Linked DNA regions of Mus musculus: region 1 is linked to region 2. Evidence: chromatin contacts called from public HiChIP or PLAC-seq data. All regions are on one chromosome and are shown on one strand. Each heading gives the region's core, a stretch centred on a gene start, on an enhancer-like site or on the middle of the called end of the contact. The rest is flanking DNA. Distances are from core to core; before and after follow the strand shown. Region 1 overlaps Ctse (cathepsin E). Region 2 overlaps Srgap2 (SLIT-ROBO Rho GTPase activating protein 2).

Evidence for each region. HiChIP or PLAC-seq counts read pairs in DNA pulled down with a chosen protein or histone mark.
Region 1: an HNF4G HiChIP or PLAC-seq map of pancreatic cancer cells shows a contact between it and region 2. The contact joins two enhancer-like sites. A contact is called at or near these places in 1 of 115 datasets of contacts at active chromatin or transcription factors (pancreatic cancer cells) and 3 of 9 other capture datasets (adipose tissue, liver and pancreatic islet).

Annotation. Positions count from the first base shown.
Region 1 is chr1:131,658,704-131,663,860 of GRCm38.p6, forward strand. Ctse (cathepsin E) reads left to right here. Exons shown (of 10, transcript NM_007799.3): 2 at 3,173-3,363; 3 at 3,910-4,066; 4 at 4,608-4,725. The coding sequence starts at 3,293. Among named protein-coding and RNA genes, the nearest start is that of Ctse, 23 kb to the left of the region's middle. Within about 2 kb of position 3,173, at least 8 of the 459 cell types and tissues checked have an H3K27ac peak or open chromatin away from gene starts, as enhancers often do. A contact at or near this core is called in pancreatic cancer cells, where this site is marked.
Region 2 is chr1:131,504,262-131,509,157 of GRCm38.p6, forward strand. The region is part of intron 2 of Srgap2 (SLIT-ROBO Rho GTPase activating protein 2); the gene reads right to left. Among named protein-coding and RNA genes, the nearest start is that of Srgap2, 21 kb to the right of the region's middle. Within about 2 kb of position 2,175, at least 35 of the 459 cell types and tissues checked have an H3K27ac peak or open chromatin away from gene starts, as enhancers often do. A contact at or near this core is called in pancreatic cancer cells, where this site is marked.

The DNA.
Region 1 (5,157 bases), core at 1,923-4,422, 160 kb after region 2:
ACCATGTCTCAAAGAACAAGCACATCTTTATGAACGTGAATGAGAACATTTGTTACCACACCAGGCCCTGTACATACCTTTTATTCTTCCAACCTTGCAAAACATCTGCCATGGCAGAAATTAATCTCTCCCTCTTTCTTTAGCTTCTCTATCTCCCTCTTTCAGAAAGGGGTTCTAGAACATAAGACCCTCTAGAAGAGTGGTTCTCAACCTCCCTAATGTTGGGACCCCTTAATATAGTTTCTTGTGTTGTGGTGACCCCCAACCATAAAATTCTTTTTCATTATCATTTCATAATTGTAATTTTCCTGCTGTTAGAAATCATGGTGTTATGAATTACAACGTAAATATCTGATATGCAGATGTATGGCTCCTAAAGGGGTTAAGAACCCCTACTCTGGATCCTTTAGTACAGTGCCATGGTTAGGAACATCAGCTTTAAAGTTAGGCCAACCTGGGTTTGGAATGGGGTTACAGCACTGGCACGGGAGCCATCCTGGGTCTCCATTTCCTCACGTGTGAAACGGCTTTAAATATCCTCGAAGGATTGGCGTGAGGTCTGAAGAAATACTTCTAAGTCCTTTAACATAGCATCTGAGACACAGCTACGCCCTCCCCACTGTCTCTTGTTCTCATTATTCAATTTAACCTCTTCATTTTAGACATGAGGACATGAAGTTCTGAAAGAAATTGCTTTATGGCCAGGTGGTCAGTTAGGGCAAAACTAGGTGGATCCAAGCATCCTGGGCCAGTCTCTCTATGCCTTGCCACCTACTGCACAGTGGATTTTCCTTTATCCCTCGGCTCTGAGCAGAAAGAGGTTAGGACATTTTCTTAACTCCTTGTCAGGGTCATTTTGAGCTGATGCTATTGCCAGAGATGGAGACAGGGGCTCCTGGAGTGTAGCTCCCTGCCATAAGGAGCCAGCATGTATCCCACACCAGACCAGCTGACTCCCATATAGCACTGTGCAGCTGCCCCTGTCATTATTTTATCCTTGTCAATCTGAAACTATAAAAAGAGAAGCTAATTAGGTAATGTCACGTGTCACCACCAACAGCTTCCCCACATTCTGGGAACTGTCAAACCTCTGCATGCAGCCAGCCATTCCTGGAGAGCCCTCTTGTCGAGGCTCCTTTGCACGTGCTGAGACTGGATGGCTGCCTACATTGTGTCCTTTGCCCCATGTGCCAATTTCTAATGTTCTCTATGATTTTTCCCAGAGGTCTCACACACACATAGACCCTCAAATGCTTAGGGGCTTTTGATCCAGAAATGGCTCGCACCATCCTTAACAATGGTCCACAGTAGTTTTCCGTTTCAGTCTGGGAGGATCCAGTGAGCCAGGTTAGGTGAGGTTCCTGGTGTTTCCAGAAAGGACAGAGCCCATCAGCTCTGATAAAAGTCCCTACAGGCCTGCTATCAATCTTTCTCAGACTTTCCCAAGCTCAGCAGACCCTATTAACAGACAGGCAGACTGAGTCTTCCTCCTCAGGGTCAAGTAACTCATAGTTGCCCAGGTCTCATTTAAACATGGTCTAACCTAACCCTACACATTTAATAAACAGATGGGGCAAGGTCAGAGATGGAGAAGGAGAGGCTTAGGTATGCTGGCATCAATAGCTCAGTGATGTATGCAGAAAGAGCCCTGGACTAGCAGTTAAGAAGCCTGGGTCACCCTAGCCCAGCCCTAATGACCTGTGCCATTGGAGATCACTTGAGCTCTCGCTGACCATGTTCCCATCTGCTGTGCAAGTGGATTGGTCTTGAGGACCTGGAGGCACTCTTCCAGCCCAAGGTTTTCTCAGTGACCGTATCCTGACCATGGGATGTGTTAAAGTGTTTTCAGTGTGTCCACATTCCTTGTTTTTTGCACTTAACCTTCCTAAAAACCCAGATGCTGTTGCTGAGGTGTCTGGTCAGGCAACTGTGAGCAACCATGACAGAGCTTGGTTCTGGACAAGTGACGAGCCCCCCTCCAGCGTGCTGTTCTTCAGGGAGCAGACAGGCCCCTCACCCTTGTGGGCAGTCAGAGGATGGGCTCCCAGGAAACGTAAATGCTAGAGAGGTGTGGTGGCTTTGGGGACAAGGAAAGTCAGTTTTGCATTTCCCTCCTTTTTTGGGTGTTTCTTCAATAATTTGGATCTCACAACAGGTTCGGCCTGGCTTCAGACCCAATTTTGGCTTCTCTGGCATCAGAGATAAAAGGCAAGGTGCAGGCACTTTGCCATAACACTAACTGGCACAGACAGCGATAACCCTAACCCAGGCACCCCATTATTTTATTACCAGAGCTCCCTGGGGGGACTGGTGTTCCCATCCCAGCTCAGAAGCCATTGACTAAGAAGATGGGGCAAGAAGGTTTTCCGTCCTGTCACCCCTACCTCTCTTAAGTCAGGAAAGTTGAAGAAGGAAAATCACAGGGTGGGGTTGATGGTAAGAAAACTTGACTTTCCAACCTCTAGGATCATGAGACAGTAGATGCTGCTTAAGCCACTGACTTGTGGTACATTGTTATGGCAGCCCTGGTACACCAACACAGACTTGCTCCAGTCTCGGCTCCTCCCTTGCCTCCTCACTCCCTTCCATACAAACCCCAGAGCCAGATCCGTCAGGTTTCCAGAATCAGGAAAGCTTGCCCCGCAAATCAATAGCCAGACTGTCCCACTCCAGGACCTGTGGTGAGCAAGCACTGGTTTGCTCTGAGTAAGACAAGTTGCTTTGAGAGCCTCTGGAGGAATGCAGGGAGAATATGAAATATGAGAACAAAAGCCTGGCTAATGTTTTGAGCCACAATCATGCTACACTTATATCATTTTGGCTTCTGCCCTTCTCGAGTCTTCAACTGAACATTCATAGTAGCAGTTCAACAAGGTGGGACCCTCATTCACTTTTGCACACCTAGACAATAAACATGGGGTTTCTTACAGTCAATGTTGCATGCCCAAAGAACTTGAAAGAAGCTGAGACCTCAACACCCTCATTTTCAGAGAGTGTATACACACACACACACACACACACACACACACACACACACACACACACAGAGGTTTTGCCCTTAGCTCCCCAAGCATAAGAAAGGGACCCAGGGGCAGACAAGGGACGTCCTATTACACATAGTGTTTACTCTGGGCATGGCTATTGACTCCAGACCTTATCATTGGGTCCTCAGACTGGGCAGGGCAGGTCTGGGCACCAGGAAGAGCCAGTGCCCCTGCCCTGTGATCAAGAGGAGAGAAGGGTGGAAGGGAGATCGGAGCAGAGTGAGAGAGAAGCTACCCCTTGGACCACAATGAAGCCCCTCCTTGTGCTGCTGCTGCTGCTGCTCCTGGATCTGGCTCAGGCCCAAGGTGCTCTGCACAGGTAAGGCCCTGTCTCCAGCACTAAGTTCAATTGAGGCATCCCCCAACCCCAACCCAGGGCTGCCCCGGGGGAGGAAAGCTAATGAGGAAATGAAAAGAAGAAACCGGGATCTCTCAGGAATCCCTAGAGAAGATTCCCCAGGCCTCTCCTTCCAGTGTAGGTGCCTGCCTCAGCTCAAGGGACTCCCCCTCTGTTGTTCAAAGGTGTGCTCCATAGATGTGATTTGTGACTCCAAGCCTTCAAATACTTTCCCAAGGGGGCCTGAGCACTGCTATCCACAGGGTCCTTCCATCCCTTTAAGTCAGCCCTTTATGATCAGACTATAGACTGTGTCTGACCTCCCATTCCCTAGAAAATCTCAAAAGGCCAGTGCCCAGGAGGGAAAGCCATTTCTACCCAAATTCTGAGTCTGCAAGACAAAGCCATTGCTGCTTCTGGTCTTGAAGGTTCCCTCCTGGGTCTTGCTGTAGTCAGGCTCTGAACAGGTATAGAGGCAATGGGAGCCTTTATTTATAAATGCCCCTTTATTTCCTGATCTTTCTCCAGAGTGCCCCTCAGAAGACATCAGTCCCTTCGGAAGAAACTACGGGCCCAAGGACAGCTCTCAGAATTCTGGAGGTCTCATAACTTGGACATGACCCGACTCAGCGAGTCCTGTAATGTGTATTCGAGTGTCAATGAACCCCTCATCAACTACCTGGATGTAAGATTTCTCAAATTGAAGCCTGAGGACACTGGGTGTAGGGAGGAAGGCTGGGGCCTTCAGCAGGGGCCAGTGCTGCATTGGTGGCATTATGATCAGGCATGGATTTGTTTGCTTGGAGGATTCAGACAGTCCCCCAGTCTCTATCTACTCTGTAAAGCAGGCTTCTAAATGACCCAGTATGCAGAGCTTTCTTCAAGAGGAAAGAGATAAGTATGATATGTGTTCCAAAAAGAAAGACCCCTACTGTGTGCCCAGCTGGGCATTTTACTAGCTATTCCTCTGGGCAAAGAACTTGGTTTGCCACACCTCCAGGTCCCTGATGACATCGTGAGGATCAGGATAATGAGAGAAGGATGGACCCAAGTTTCCTGGGCTATCCTCAGTTTCCTCCCTGGTGGTCCTTGCTCTGTTCCTTCCATCCTTTGCCTCCAGCCTTGCCTCTTCTGGGCTCTGTAGATTGTAGCTTGTGGTACTTCATGATTTAGTGCCCTTCCCCTCCACTCCACCCACACACTCTCTCTCTCTCTCTTCCCTACAGATGGAATACTTTGGCACCATCTCCATCGGCACCCCGCCGCAGAACTTCACTGTCATCTTTGACACCGGTTCATCCAACCTCTGGGTCCCTTCTGTGTACTGCACCAGCCCAGCATGCAGTAAGTGAACTTGGCAGTGGCGGGAGCTCACTAGGCTAAGATGGTACCTTGTGGCATAGAGAGACTCAGGTTCTCTCCACTTATCTTCCCTGCCATACTGGCTTCCCCTTCCTATATCTGTTTGTTGTGCCTGAGCCAAGCACAGACAAGAAAGGCAACTACCAGTTAAGATAACAACCTTCATGTTCATTAGAATTGATGGAGAGAAAATTAGCCATTAGGACGTGGTGACTCACTTCCTTTGGAACACCCAAAGGAACATGGGGGAAAGTTCCTTCGGTCTGTACCTGAACCGATAGCTAGATTGAATTCTAAGGAAAACTGTGCTCCTGCTCCAGGGAGGCCCTGATGCACTGGCTCCCTTGGAGGTGTGGCTCGTGGGACACAGTGGTGTAGGTGTGTCCATTTGACCAGAGGTAATGTAGGGGCTAC
Region 2 (4,896 bases), core at 925-3,424:
CCCAATAAACATTTACCATATGCCAAACACTGCACTGAATATTAGAAAAACAAAATAAGCAAAAACAGTCTCTGTTCTCAAGGAGCTCACAGCCTAGCAATTGACAAAGAGATATAAACAGATGAATGCAAACAGTGTTACTGGGATGTGCTCATGTTGTTAATTAACTAGCATAGCATTGGCATAGTCACTCTTCAAGCATGAACAGAAGCCAATAGGTTCCCCAACATGCTGGACTTGGTTGACTGGCTAGTTATCATTTGGCCATCATATACTGAGGCCCAAACCAACACTTAGGCCAAAGGTACATTATTAATCACATACTTACCAGCTAAGTCATGTTCCCAGTGTATACCCTGCCCAATTCACTGTTTTGTTTCCAAGACAGAATATGTATATTCAGTAATTTCACCCAAATTGTGTAAGAGCAACCTTAAACTGGGGCGGTACAAAAGGAGTTCACCAAAACATAGCATGTCATTTCAGATATGGCCCAGAAAGCAATAGGTGATTCACATTAACAAACATCCTTGAGACAGTGCTATATAGGTCAAGCCCCAGTAAAACAAACACCAAGAGACTATCCACACTCTTCTGTAATAGCAAATAAAGCCATAATTCATGTTTGTTGGAGCTGTGTAATTTACAAAGCCTGAATTATAGAAATTCATACACCTATATAAGCATAATCTCACAGAATCAACACAACAACCCCTAATTGTAGATACTGTGGCTACAATTCCTGTGGCTGGCAAAGCTGAGGCCAGGTAATGTTTGAGATTTATGGAGGGGCGTAAGTGCATCTAATGACACTCCCTCTGATACCCAAACCTTTCAACCTCTAGCTGTTTGTTTTATTGTGTTTCTGAACTCTGGTTTGGCATTCCCAGCCCAGCCAGCTTTGTTACTCACAAGAAGGAAGGGGGTAAACTCCTATAGTCTCCTAGGATCCAACAACAAGTAGATCAAGAGATACTACAAGCCACTTCATTCAAAACAAAACAAACAAAAAAATAACACTAATAATTCAAAAGCTCTGGAGATGATGACAAAATACATTAAGTTCAACTATTAATACCTGAAATGTATTTTTCTATTAATATCTTTAGCATGATCCCCTCTTTCAGCAAATCATACTTTACAATCTCTAATCAAATCCTCTATCAGAGAATCATCTCACCATCCCAGATTTATTAAAATTAAGGTGATTAGCCACTCCTGCCTCCACACCCAGAAACAAGACTAGCACCACCCAGGCATGTTTTGCTGAACTCAGCCTCTCCCAACACTCCCTGGAGTGCCTTTAAAATAACTTGGTCCTTATCCAGATCTGTAGTTGGACCATAGGCACTCAGGTGGTAACAGGGCTTGACTTGACTTCTCTTAAGCTCCCGGCTGACTTTCTGAAGAAGCTTTTAAATAACTCTCAAGGCAGGGCAGCTCAGAACTCAAAGTTTTCCTTTCCTTTGGTTAGTTGTGCTCTTCCTCTACAAAGCACTGGGAAAGAAAATGCTACTTAATCCCAAACACAAACACAAAATGAAATCCTCTTCAAGAGAGAACACTTCTCAGGCTGAAATGTAAAGAAGCTGCAAATTAGGTCAGGTGTTTGACAAGTACAGGAGGTGTCATCTCTTTTGCAGGTTTCTCTGCAACATCCCCAATTTAGAAGAAAGGAAAATGACAGTTTTAATGAAGGGACTGAAGGTGGCACTGTCACTGTGTCACCTCAAAGTCAGGATGTCTAAAATAGTGTTCATTTTCTTAGCAACTGCAGCATTTCTTCCTCTGTCTCTTTCTGCCATGGTCTCTGCTTCTCTCAAGCTAGAAACTTCAGGCATCCTTGACTGTTTTCCCACCCTTAGTCCCCACCCCACAGCTCACTGTTCCATCTTCCCACATAGTATGGTCAAACGTAGTATCAAGGGTTAAAAAACAAACAAGGCTTCAGAGTTGACCTGCAGTGCAACCCCCACTGGACTGCAAATCAACTATCAATCAGGAATCACACTTTGCTCATCAGTGGCTCCAAGAACTCATTGCTAGCAAAAGACTTGTAGCACCAAGGGCAGGGCCCAACACAGACTAACTAGTATGCCCTGTATGGACAGAAGCAGGCCTTCCCCTCCCTTCCCTGGCCAGCCAGGCTGCCCAGAGCAACCAAGGAGACCTGAAATGCAACATCATCATCACACTACTCCTCAGCTCTGACTGTCTCCATTGTTCTCCACTGCCCAAGTACAGAGCCCAGCCTGATCTTACTCCTGTTGATGACTCAACTCATCCAGCCAGGCACACTTGCTGGGTGCCTACCATATGCAAACATGGTTCTGGATGCTGGGAATGCTGAAATGAAAGGCACCCACTGCTCGCCATCCAATATAACTCATAAGTTTTCTAATACAGAATGTGTGTCTAAAAGAGAGAAATGAGAGGGGGTGAGAGTACATAAAACCATCATTGTATCAGAGTGTAGGAAGTGAGGCAGGAGTGGTGAGCACACAGAGGGCTATGGGAATGCCACTAAGGGAAGACACACAGCCTCTGTTCTTCCCTCCTACTCTCAGCTTAACCAAGTCCCACTCCACAAACGAAGATCTTATTCACTATGGCCAACACCTCTCCCATCTCAGAATTCCTCAAGTGCTTATCAACATCACTCATTTTTAGTCATCCCAGGCTGACGTCATATCTTGTATTTCTGTGGGTTAATTTTTTTAATTACTTTTCTTATATGCAAGTTGTTTTCCTTCCCTGATTTACACAATACAGAGGAAAAGAACAAAATTCTAGATAACCTGATATTATAGGAGCTATATAATAATTATTATGGCAAAGGCTATATACATAGAACTACTGACAGGCAGTCACCAAGTCACATACAGACACAAAACAACACTTTTATTTCAATTTTTAAAAGTACACTGTCCCCTCACTGCTAGAACCTGACTTCTTAGCCTTTCTATCTAACCCAAAATGAGAGAGAAGACCCTTGACAGTAAAAATAACTAAAAACATTCCAAAGTAAAATCTGCTAAAATAGTAGTCTAAGCTGGATATAATGTAATTTCAGCCCTTGGGCAACATGAGCAAGAGGATTACAAGTTTGAGATCAAGTTGAGCTGAACAGTTTAAGAAGCCAACTTGGGTTGTTGTTTAGTGAGATTCTGTCTCACAATAACAAGAAAAAAAAATGTTCAAGTGTGGTAGTACACATCTGTACTCCCAGCACTCAAAGGCTGGGGGTTAAACTCAGCTATATAGTGAGTTTGAGGCCAGCCTAGACCACACAAAACCTTGCCCGCCCCCCAAAAGGCAGGGGAGTCAGGAGAGATTGTTCAGTCAGTAAAGCATTTACCATGCAAGCATGATCCCCAAAACCTCTGTAAGGAAGTGTGTCTGACACTTGTAATCTCAGCACTAGACTATCAAGGCAGAGGCATGAGGTTTGCTAGCCACAGCCTACCCAGCTTTGCAACCTAGCCTAATCGTGTAGCCCTAGAAAGTGAGGGATCCTGTCTCAAAAAGTTAAGGTAAATGGTACCTGAGGAACAATGTCTGACATGACTCTGGCCTCCACATGTATATGCATACCCACATGGTATGTATGTATGCGCACACATATAGACCCACACACAATGAATAAATGAATGATGCCAGATTTCAATTTTTAAAATGTATAAGTTCTTCAAATAAATTCTTAAGTAGTAGATTGAAAGTAAGAATCAATAGATAAAGCACACATACATGGGAACTGGAGTTCAGATCCCCAGTGCCTATGTAAATATCAGTGAGGCCTCATGTCCCATCTATAATCCTAGTATTTGAGAGGCAGAAATGGGATATCCACACAGAGCAAGCTAATTAGCTAGAAAAGCCAATCAGTGAGAGTCCCTACCTCAATAAATAAGAGCTAAAAGATCAAGAATGGTCAAGAAAAACATTCATTGTCAACCTTTGGCCTCCATAGGTATGTATATAACATACATACATCCTCCCCCCCATACACACACACAACTATATATACATACAAACAAAAAAAATATATCATGGGCTAGGTCTACAGAGTGAGTTTCAGGCTAACCTGACTGAATAATGAAGGCTCTATCTTTAAAAATTAAACAAGGGTTGAAAAGATGGATCAGTGGTTAAAAGCACTGGTTGCTATTTCAGAAGACCTGGGCAGTTAACAGTCAACTGTATCTCCTGTTCCAGGGGAATTCATGGGTACCAGGCACATACATGACACATATCCATACATGAAAACAAAATACCCATACTCATTAAATGAAAAAAATTTAAACAAAATAGTAAATAGATGCCACATACAGTACCATAATTGCAGAGCTATTCTGTGTCAGTGGTGTCAGCCCAGTGTTGTCTACTGTAGGAGAGAAAACATTTGAGTCCCTTAACAAACAGCGACACCTTATATCCATTCAGGGGGCAATACTACTTCAGCATAATGGAGAATTGGTCTTGTCCACAAATCTGTATAAATCTGAAGTAAGCACATAGGTGACTATTACAGATCAGTGGAGAGAAAGGATTATGAAGGTAAGACAAACATTCATATTGAATATAAAATAAAGTTAGATCCCTAGCTCACAGCATTTACAAAAATTAATTCCTGGTGTATTCAACAAAGATATATGACAAGTAATACTCTTTAAAACTCTTAAAAGAAAATACAAGTATATTATAATTTCAGAATAGGAAAAATATGCATGTATATATGTTTTGAACAAATTCATGCTATAAAGAGGTTAGACAATTTAGTTGTATAAAAAATTTACATTACTCACACATTAATGAATTCAATAAAAAGAAGATAAACTCTGACAGAAGGTATTTCAACCAATAATCATCAACAGCCAGAGTATATAAAGACTACCT